Regions from separate parts of the Ovis aries genome. Here region 2 is linked to region 1. The links are chromatin contacts, called in public Hi-C maps. All regions are on one chromosome and are shown on one strand. Each heading gives the region's core, a stretch centred on a gene start, on an enhancer-like site or on the middle of the called end of the contact. The rest is flanking DNA. Distances are from core to core; before and after follow the strand shown.

Region 1 (5,649 bases), core at 910-3,409:
TTTAAATGGGGCTGCTGCTGCTTTCTTCACAGTTCAACTCTCATATCCATACATGACTACTGGAAAAACCATAGCCTTAACTAGACGGACCTTTGTTGGCAAAGTAATGTTTCTGCTTTTCAATATGCTACCTAGGTTGGTCATAACTTTCCTTCCAAGGAGTAAGCATCTTTTAATTTCATGGCTGCAATCACCATCTGCAGTGATTTTGGAGCCCAAAAAATAAAGTCTGACACTGTTTCCACTGTCCCCATCTATTTCCCATGAAGTGATGGGACCAGATGCCACGATCTTCGTTTTCTGAATGTTGAGCTTTAAGCCAACTTTTTCACTCTCCTCTTTCACTTTCCTCAAGAGGCCTTTTAGTTCCTCTTCACTTTCTGCCATAAGCATGGTGTCATCTGCATATCTGAGGTTATTGATATTTCTCCCAGCATTCTTGAATCCAGCTTGTGCTTCTTCCAGCCCAGCGTTTCTCATGACGTACTCTGCATAGAAGTTAAATTTTAAGCAGGGTGACAATATACAGCCTTGACGTACTCCTTTTCCTATTTGGAACCATTATGCTGTTCCATGTCCAGTTCTAACTGTTGCCTCCTGAACTGCATATGTTTCTCAGGAGGCAGGTCAGGTGGTCTGGTATTCCCATCTCTTTCAGAATTTTCCACAGTTTATTGTGATCCACACAGTCAAAGGCTTTGGCATAGTCAATAAAGCAGAAATAGATGTTTTCTGGAACTCTCTTGCTTTTTCCATGACCCAGCGGATGTTGGCAATTTGATCTCTGGTTCCTCTGCCTTTTCTAAAACCAGCTTGAACATCTGGAAGTTCACGGTTCACGTATTGCTGAAGCCTGGCTTGGAGAATTCTGAGCATTACTAGCGTGTGAGATTAGAATCTAAAAAAGTCAAACACATAGTAGCAGAAAGGAGAATAATTATTACCAGGTAGGGGAAAGAAGGGTGATGGGGAGATAATAGTCAAAGGATACAAAGTTGCAGTTACGCACGAAGAATAAGTCTAGTGATCTAACCTACAACACGATGACTAACAGCACTGTATTGAATGCTGGAAATTTACTAAGAGAGTAGGTTTAAGGTGCTCTCACTCATTGTTTTTGTTAAGTCGATTAGTCGCGTCCAACTCTTCTGCGACCCCAAGGACTGTGTAGCCCTCCAGGCTCCTCTGTCCATAGGACTTTCCAGGCAAGAATACTGGAGTGGGTTGCCATTTCCTACTCCAGGAGAGGCTAGTAAAGTTGCTCAGTCGTGTCCGACTCTGCGACCCCATGGACTGTAGCCTACCAGGCTCCTCTGTCCATGTGATTTTCCAGGCAAGAGTATTGGAGTGGGTTGCGAGGAGGTTGCTGCTACTGCTAAGTCACTTCAGTCGTGTCCGACTCTGTGCGACCCCATAGGCGGCTGCCCACCAGGCTCCCCCATCCCTGGGATTCTCCAGGCAAGGACACTGGAGTGGGTTGCCATTTCCTTCTCCAATGCATGAAAGTGAAAAGTGAAAGTGAAGTCTCTCAGTCGTGTCCGACTCTTAGCAACCCCATGGACTGCAACCTACCAGGCTCCTCCGTCCATGGGATTTTCCAGGCAAGAGTACTGGAGTAGGGTGCCATAAGGCATACCGCCCATAGTGGTGTGCTGTGTTTTTTCGGCCACGAGGTGGCAGCAATTCTCCCACCTGCTCACGCACGTACAACTTTGCGACCTTAAGCTCAGTTTAAATAGGAGAACAGAACACCCGAGTCCTGTGTTCCCCTTCCAATTTCTCCTTCGGGTGGTTTGTACTGGGTCTCATTAATAGAGCGGTTTTTCAAAGCTTTTCCGGCAGCGACGCTCGAGACCGCGGGTTCTCGCGAGATCGCCACCGGAAGTGGGTGGCTGCGGAGGCTCAGAGACCCCTCTCCCCGGAAGCCGGTCGTTTCTTCGGAGCTGCTGCAGCGGTCCGCCCTGTGGCGCTCTCCCCACGGAAAGAGCTCACCGGACGCGGCCCTTCCCAGCGCCGAGCTCGCCCTTTCGGCTTCCCCAGCTGTACAGAGGCGCGGCCCAGCCGGCTGAGCCCCCGAAATCCCCGGCTCCTCCCTCCCTCCGTCTGCGCTGCAGTTAGGCCGCGCCCAGAGGCCCAGTCCGCGGCAGCTCCGGCGGGTGATGCCAAATACAGCCATGAAGAAAAAGGTGCTGTTAATGGGGAAGAGCGGGTCGGGGAAGACCAGCATGAGGTCGATTATCTTTGCCAATTACATCGCTCGCGACACCCGGCGCCTGGGTGCCACCATTGATGTGGAGCACTCCCACGTCCGATTCCTGGGCAACCTAGTGCTGAATCTGTGGGACTGTGGCGGTCAGGATACCTTCATGGAAAATTACTTCACCAGCCAGCGAGACAACATCTTCCGTAATGTCGAGGTCCTGATTTATGTGTTCGACGTGGAGAGCCGCGAACTGGAAAAGGACATGCATTATTACCAGTCGTGTCTGGAGGCCATCCTCCAGAACTCTCCTGATGCCAAAATCTTCTGCTTGGTGCACAAGATGGATCTGGTTCAGGAAGATCAGCGTGACCTGATTTTTAAAGAGCGAGAGGAAGACCTGAGGCGTTTGTCTCGCCCGCTGGAGTGTGCTTGTTTTCGAACATCCATCTGGGATGAAACGCTCTACAAAGCCTGGTCCAGTATTGTCTATCAACTGATTCCCAATGTCCAGCAGCTGGAGATGAATCTCAGGAATTTTGCCCAGATTATTGAGGCCGATGAAGTTCTGCTGTTCGAGAGAGCCACGTTCTTGGTCATCTCCCATTACCAGTGCAAAGAGCAGCGCGATGTCCACCGATTCGAGAAGATCAGCAACATAATTAAGCAGTTCAAGCTGAGCTGCAGTAAATTGGCCGCTTCTTTCCAGAGCATGGAAGTTAGGAATTCTAACTTCGCTGCTTTCATCGACATCTTCACATCAAACACGTACGTGATGGTGGTTATGTCGGATCCGTCGATCCCTTCTGCGGCTACTCTGATCAACATTCGCAATGCCAGGAAACACTTTGAGAAGCTGGAGAGAGTGGATGGTCCCAAGCACAGCCTCCTTATGCGTTGAATATTGCCAAAATGCGCTCTCTGAAAATGCTCAATTGCCTTTCCCCCCACCTTTTTTTTCCCAATATTCATAATGTCGTGTGCTTATAAGTGGGCTTTGAAATGTGTGCTGCTTATCATTTTTATCTCTTTCTTCCCTTCTCCCCAGTCTTTTGGACGCTGTTTACTCAGTTATCCAGTAGAGCTTTAAAGATGGCCTTTCCGAAAAGTTGGTATGGGGTAACACTAAAGTAGGTGGTGGTGTATGTGTGTATGTGTGTTCTGATTACCTGGTTATAGTAGATATACACATCAAAGCCTTTACAATATCTTCTGTATTCCTTACAAGGTTGCAAAGATGGAATGTTATTTTATCAGTAAGGTATTAAAATGCGTTTATAATTTCTTCCTGGCTTCAATCATGAATAAACATTTGCTGTTAGCAGTTTAAAATATGGTCTTATTTGAAATAATTTGAAGGTGGTTAATATTAAAGCTATAGATTCTGACTGCCCACAGGTATTGCTTAACTGGTAAATTTGATTGTGTGATCTTGGCTCCCCCATCACCTTAAGGAGGTTACTTAGCAACTGCAGCAGTGTGGTTAAGAGAATGGTCTCTGGAGCTAGATCACCTGAGCTGAGTTAGTATTCGAGCACTAGTATTCTAGTACTTTCACTATCTCCACGAACTGAGCAAAGCACTTAATTTTACTGTTTGTTCCCTCATTTGTAAAATGTGGATAAGAACAGCACTACTTCATTGGATTAAAACAATATGGAAAGCATTTAGAGTAGGGCCTGGCACATACTAATGTGTCAGTTGTCAATACTGCCTACTAAGCCATTCTCACCCCACCCCCTCCCACTGTGAAATTACTGGATGTGAAGCCTAGCAAAATAGGAGCTACCCACTAAATCCCAGGTATTCTTACAGACTTAATGTGCATTTTCATATCTAACCTTCATAATTTGTAAGGCAGATTACTTTTATCTCTGTTAACAGATGAGAAAACTGCCATGACCTTATTAAGGTCATACAGCTGCAACTTAAGCAGTGAAATTGCAGATCCTCGCCCCTTGCGTGCCACTACTTCCTCCACTGACAGAAAAGTTAATCATAAAAATCCTAGCTTTTTAGCTATACATTATTCCTTCATATAATTTCCCAAATTTCATAGATTGTGTAAACTGAAGCCTAGTAAGTTAAGTGACTTCTCTTAAAGAATAGTGTTTTGCCTTGGGCAAGATCACTTTCCCATCTGTATTTATCTGGAAATTGAATAATTTTCAATCCGATTCTTAGATTACATACTTTCAGGAAAGAATTCTAAGGTTCCTGTTTTGAGTTGGCAATGTGATATAGTGAAATAAAAAAGACCTAAAATGCTGTTTCAGCTGCCTCATACATTGTTTTAAATGAATAGAGACAAAATACCTCTCATTTTACAAATGAGGCATTATCTCTGTATTATACAGACATGTAATATAAGTGATAGGGAATTTCCAAACCTTTATAAAATTATTTAACATTTATTAAATCCTTTATAACAGCAACTGTGGATAACAAGGTCCCTACCTATGAAGAGCAAGAAACTATTCAGACACATTATTAAACTAATAGTATAGATGTACTTTAAAAAAATCATTTTAAATTCCACATTTAATAATCTAGAGCTAGGTGGTATAATAATGTTTATTCAAGACTGTAGTATGTAAAACATTTACAAATAGTCCCATGGAGGACTTACAGATATTTTAAATTTAGGATGTGGCTTTGACATTGACAGTGCATAAGGAGAAAGGTATATCAATTATATATTGGCAACTTAATGTGAAAGAGAATTTTACTTTAGCAAATACTTTACATTAAGGAAAATGTCCTTAAACATATTTCATTTTAGTATACTTAGGGGAAAAAATAGTGATTCCTTTTATATAGTTCTCAAGGATTAAGTAAAATTTACTCCAAAGCTCATGGTTACGAAAGACATGGTAAAGAATGGTTTCAAAATACTTTTGTTTTCAATTAAATTCCCCCAAATTGATTTTCTTTAACATGATATAGTCTTTATTCCACTTGATAACAGTTTTCATGTTGAGCAATATATATTTGTCCTCTTTAAGCATTTAAAACAATTAGGACACATAGGCAATATTCTTGCCTGGAGAATCCTGTGGCTGGAGGAGCCTGATGGGCTGCTGTCCATGGAGTAGCACAGAGCTGGACACGACTGAGGTGACTGCATGCATGTGTGCACTGGAGAAGGCAATGGCGACCCACTCCAGTGTTCTTGCCTGGAGAATCCCAGGGACGGGGGAGCCTGGTGGGGTGCTGTCTATGGGGTCACACACAGTTGGACACGACTGAAGTGACTTAGCAGCAGCAGGCATTATCTGAAGTTTCATACTAATACAGAAGTCAGTTTATACACCTTCATCTTATGAATAGTGAATAAAATTACATTCTTGTAATGAGAAAAAGTACTTTTACAGCAATGAAGTAGCCCTCCCTCTTTACCATTACTTTAATTCCATCATACAGAAGGCAAAGGAAACAATTCCAATACT
Region 2 (5,155 bases), core at 2,611-5,110, 320 kb after region 1:
TTTGACCAGGAGGGAGTTGAGGTTTGAGAATTCTAAGTGTTAACTGATGGCCCATGAGCCACATTTAATAATGTATAATCTCAGTCTGATTAAAGTATCCTTAGGGAGTAATACTGGAGAAGGCAATGGCACCTCACTCCAGTACTCTTGCCTGGAAAATCCCATGGATGGAGCCTAGTAGGCTGCAGTCCATGGGGTCGCTGAGAGTCGGACACGACTGAGCGACTTCACTTTAACTTTTCACTTTCATGCATTGGGGAAGGAAATGGCAGCCCACTCCAGTGTTCTTGCCTGGAGAATCCCAGGGACGGGGGAGCCTGGTGGGCTGCCATCTATGAGGTCACACAGAGTCAGACACGACTGAAGCGACTTAGCATCAGCAGCAGGGAGTAATACTACCTAGAGCCAGTAGTATTTTCTTAAAGCCAGTCTTATTTGAGAGCCCATCACATAAGTTATCTTTCAGGTAAGTTGTCTTCTCACAATTATTTTGTGAGGCTATTATTCCTATTTTGAATACCATAAAACTGAGGCTCAGAAATGTATCTTGAACACAGCTGACTTAGTGGCAGAATCAAGACTTTTGACTGCAGTTCTGTTTCCATAAGTGTTTAATCTTATTTTCAAAATGGCAAAGGAGGTAAAAGGTTTTTATATAGATAGGTGAAGATTACTGGATTCAAAAGTATCCTTTTAAAATGCACGATTATACAATATAGAGTAGCAGTCTGCACGTAGTGAATCAAACTGTTGTTTAGTCATTAAGTTGTGTCTGATTGCGGCCCCATGCACTGTAGCCTCCACTGTCTATGGGATTTCCCAGGCAAGAATACTGGAGTGGGTTTCCATTTTCTTCTCCAGGGCACTTAGGGATCGAACCCATGTCCCCTGCATTGGGAGGTGTATTTTTTACTATTGAGCCACCAAGGAAGCCTCAGTAATCAGGAGTCCCCCACCATATAGCAGGCCTGGGTGATAGTGCCATCTTGTGGCCAAAGTCAGAAACTGCACTCCATCTTCACACCTTCCCAGGAATGGATGATGTTTGCACATTGGGGACTCCTTCCTCTCTGGCTCCAAGCCATCTCTTGCTCTTCACTGTAGATCTGCAAATCCAGTTCATTCCTGGTGTGGTCTACTTGGATGTCCAATAGACACGCGAAATCGTCTTACCCCAAACTTGCACCTTGTTCACCTTCTAAGTCAGGCCACTCCATTCAGTTGCCAGAAGTCCCCACTTTCCTCATTTGTCCATGTCTTACCCAAGAGTAGGTAAATCCTCTCCATCCCACTTCCCCAGTGTCTCAAATCTATCCATTTCTCTCCATCCTAGAGAGTGCTCCTCTGTGTCTTGTCAATCCATCCTCCATACAAAATACCAGAGGGGCTGGCCTGAACAACAGACACTGACTTCTCACACTTTTGGACACTGAAAAGTCCAAGGCCAAGGTACCAGGAGATTTGGTTCCTGGTAAGGACCAGCATCCTGGCTTGCAGGTGGCCACCTCCTCTTGTGGGCAGGGAGAGCGTGCTCTGGCATCTCTTCTCCATGTTATGGGGGCACCAATCCCATCATGACCTCCCCCTCATGACCTCACCTTAACCTGCACGTGTACATGCTCAATTGCTCAGTCATGTCCAATTCTTTGCAACCCTATGGATTGCAGCCCGCCAGGCTCCTCTCTCTATGGGATTCTTTAGGCAAGAATACTGGAGTGGGTTGCCATGCCCTCCTCCAGGGGATCTTCTTGACCCAGGGATCAAACCCATGTCTCCACTTGCAGGTGGATTCTTTACCCACTGAGCCTCTGGGGAAGCCCCCATCTTAACCTGATCACCTTCCAAAGGTTCCACCTCCAAATACCATCACATTGCAGGGGAAGCAGATTTGGGGGGCAGGTGTTTAGGGATCCAACATATGGATTTTGGGGGATGCAAATTTTCAGGTCACTGCAGACTGTATGAGGGAGATTTTTCTTATCTTCATTTTCTTGGTGAAGTCCTGAGGCCTGGGGTCGGAGAATGCATATCTGGTCCAAGACCACAGAGCCAGTAAGTGGCTCAGCTCTCTCCCACCCCAAACCTGGGCTCCTTCCCTCCTTCATTCTGCAGCAGAGAAGGAGGGAAGGTGTCCACTGTGCTGACTGGGGACAGCTAAGGGAGAGACATGGCTAATATGTTCCGAGCAGCTTCACCATGTACCAGGTCCTCATGGGGACATGGGTGATGGATCCCAAGGCGCTGGAGCCTAGTCTGTGATGTGGAAAGACTGGGGCTCAGAGGCTGAGCCGCTTGCCTGAGGACATGAAGCTGGTGACCAATGGAGGTGTCACAGCATCAGCTTCCAGGTCACTGTGTGTGTTCTTGCGTTTGTTCACCCCTTTCAGATTAGGTTGGGGTTTCCTGTGGCAGTGATAACAGATGACTGTGAGCTCCATGGCTCAAAGCAACAGAAATGCATTCTCTCACAGTGCAGGAGACCAGAGTCTGATTCTAGATGTCTGCAGGGGGTCCAGTAGTTAACACTCTGTGGTTCCCCTGCAGGGAGCATGGGTTCAATCCCTGGCTGGGGAGCTAAGATCCCGCGTGCCTTGCTGGGTGCCTCCCCTAAAAAAAGTTCAAGATAAAGATGTCAGTGGGGTTGGCTCCTTCTGTAGCACCGGGGGAGAGTCTGCTTCTGCTTCTCTCTTGGTTTCTGGTGGTTGCCAGCAATCCTGTTACCTCCACCTGCAGACCCTTCCGTCCAGTCTCCGCCTCTGCTGTCTGTTGGCTTCCCCCTTTCTCCGTGTCAGAACTTCCCTCTCCCTCCCTCTCTGATCTCTTATAAAGACAGCAGCCTAATTCAGTTCAACCTTGATTAACTGATTACATCTGCAAAGACCTTCTTTCCAAATAAGGTCATGGTGTGGGATCCCCGGTGTATGCCAATTTTGGGGGGTCAGCATTCAGTCTACTGCCCTGTCCCACAAGCTGCTTCCCGCATCTGCCCAGAATATGGGATCCCCTCCCCTCGTGTTTAGCCAGAGGCCCCAGAAGAGTGTTACAGAGTAGCCGGAGTCCTCAGAGTGCACAGGAGCGCACAGATACACACCCACCCCAGGCTTCCGCTTTCTCCTCCAAGGCCCCTGTTGGGGTTTCCTCTAATACCTTTCTCACCCCCGATCCGAGCAGCCCCCACCCTGCCGGCTGCTGTTGAAAAATACTTTGAGAAGCAGTGAGTGGTGGTAGGAGAGGACAGAACGGGTTTCAGGGAGCTTGGCTGGGGTTTCATTTGGCAGAATTACCCCCTCTGTCCCAGAAGTTTAGGGTGTCTGGCAGGAGAAAGCCAGCCGCCTCTCACCCCAGGCACCGCACGGCCTCCTCATCTTTGTATGGCCGGAAACAGGCCCAGGGCTGACCTGGCAATCAGTGTTGGGGAGGTTGAATTCAGACACCTAGTAATCAATCAATCAGTCAGTTCACAGAGCTAGAGAATGCAGGGTGTAGTGGAACACCTTGTGGGTCCAGGAAGTCCTCTTTGATTGGGAGGCAACGTCCACACTGAGACCAGAAGGATTGAGACAGGCGGTTCAGTGCTCAGCAGAGTGCTTCGCGGTCTTGTCAACAGCACTGGGATTGGTCGATTGGTCTGTCCAGAATATGAGGCAGAGAGAGAAAGAGAGTGTGTGTGAGAGAGAGGGAGACTCAAGGTGATTGTGCTGCTAGTCCGAGAGATCCCCTCACCAACTTGTACCAGGGGTAGGGATACACCTGTGCCGGAGTGCCGGGCTGGTGATGGGTGGATGGGGGCGGAGCCGGACAAGTAATGCGCCTTGGTCTTGCGAGGGGGAAAAGGGGAGCGCTGCCCAGAGTGCCCACCAGGGGGCAGTGCAGCCCCGCACACTGCGCAGGGCCCAGGGTGGCCGTGAACCCAGCCTCCCGCGTAGGCTCAGAGGGTTCTCCCAGGCGTGCTGCTCTCTGCCGTTGGATTCTGTCAAACTGCCAAGACTGCCCGTGGGCCGCAGAGATTCCGGTCTGCACAGGTCTGCACTCTGTGAAGGCCCCTCAAACCCAGATTCCAGAGAATGGATTTACCCCAAAGCTGGTGACACCTTCTGTTCTGGGCCACTCACCTGCAGGAGTCCACCCTGAGCCCTTGCTCCTTTTTACAACTGTTAGCTAATTAGGACCTCCTCTATAGCACAGAGGATTCTACTTGCTACTCTACAATGCCATATATAGGAAAATCTAAAAAAGTGGATGTATGTTGGTGTATAATCCATTTACTTTGCTGGATTTATGAAATTAGCACAACATTGTAAATCAGTTATACTCCAATACATTAAAAAAAAAATAAATGTTTCTCTTTTTTTGAGACATATACCACGAATTATGAGTGATTGCATAACAAATTAACCCAACACAAAATTATAACAGGGCTTCTCAGGCGGAGCTACTGGTAAAGAACCCACCTCCTAATGCAGGAGATGTAAGAGATGCGGGTTCGATCCCTGGGTTGGGAAGATCCCCTGAAGAAGGAAATGGCAACCCACGCCAGTATTCTTGCCTGGAGAATCCCATGGACAGAGGAGCCTGGCAGGCTACAGTCTATGGGGTTGCAAAGAGTCAGACACGACTGAAGCAACTAAGGAGGCATGCAAGTTATAACAAAAACAAGTATTTACCATCTTTCAGTTTCTGTGGGTCAGGAATTAAGCAGGGGCTTGGCTCAGCAGTTCTGACTTAGGGTTCATCAGGAGTTTCAGTGAGATGATAGCTTAGGATTTTGGGTATGAGATCTGGTTAGGAATCTCTGAGCCTGTTTTCTCATCTGCAAAATGGAGATAATAGAAGTACTCTTAGGGTTGTCATGAGGATTAGTGAAATAATTTTCACGTGGCAGAAATGGCCAATTGCCTACCTCAGGTGCAGTTCCCTCCTCTTTCTTTGCAATAGAGGCTCCAGTGTTAAGCTGTAAAGATGGATGTCTGCCTGGAATAAAAGTCTACATTCTCCTTTTCCCCCCCATCCCTTCTGTGTGAGTAGATAGAAGTGGCAGCTTTCAGGAAACTTCTTGTGATGGTACTTTTATGGGTCAGCCTGACTGGGCAAAGGGATGCTCTGATAGCTGGTAAAACATTATTTCTGGGTGTGTCTGTGAGGGTGTTTCTTTCTT

Evidence for each region. A called contact is a pair of places that touch in the nucleus more often than the background predicts.
Region 2: a contact with region 1 is called in a Hi-C map of blood, with 4 times the contacts expected there. The contact joins the enhancer-like site here to the promoter of RRAGA in region 1. A contact is called at or near these places in 6 of 16 Hi-C or Micro-C datasets (blood, hypothalamus, muscle and 2 more).

The regions. Positions count from the first base shown.
Region 1 is chr2:87,638,630-87,644,278 of ARS-UI_Ramb_v3.0, forward strand. RRAGA (Ras related GTP binding A) reads left to right here and starts at 2,160. Exons shown (of 1, transcript NM_001161864.1): 1 at 2,160-3,101. The coding sequence starts at 2,160. The coding sequence ends at 3,101. LOC121818816 (a long non-coding RNA gene) reads right to left here and starts at 1,866. Exons shown (of 2, transcript XR_006058949.1): 1 at 1,573-1,866; 2 at 1-898. HAUS6 (HAUS augmin like complex subunit 6) reads right to left here. Exons shown (of 17, transcript XM_012126676.5): 17 at 4,757-5,649.
Region 2 is chr2:87,960,076-87,965,230 of ARS-UI_Ramb_v3.0, forward strand. The region is part of intron 5 of ACER2 (alkaline ceramidase 2); the gene reads left to right. Among named protein-coding and RNA genes, the nearest start is that of ACER2, 39 kb to the left of the region's middle. Within about 2 kb of position 3,861, at least 21 of the 54 cell types and tissues checked have an H3K27ac peak or open chromatin away from gene starts, as enhancers often do. A contact at or near this core is called in hypothalamus, where this site is marked.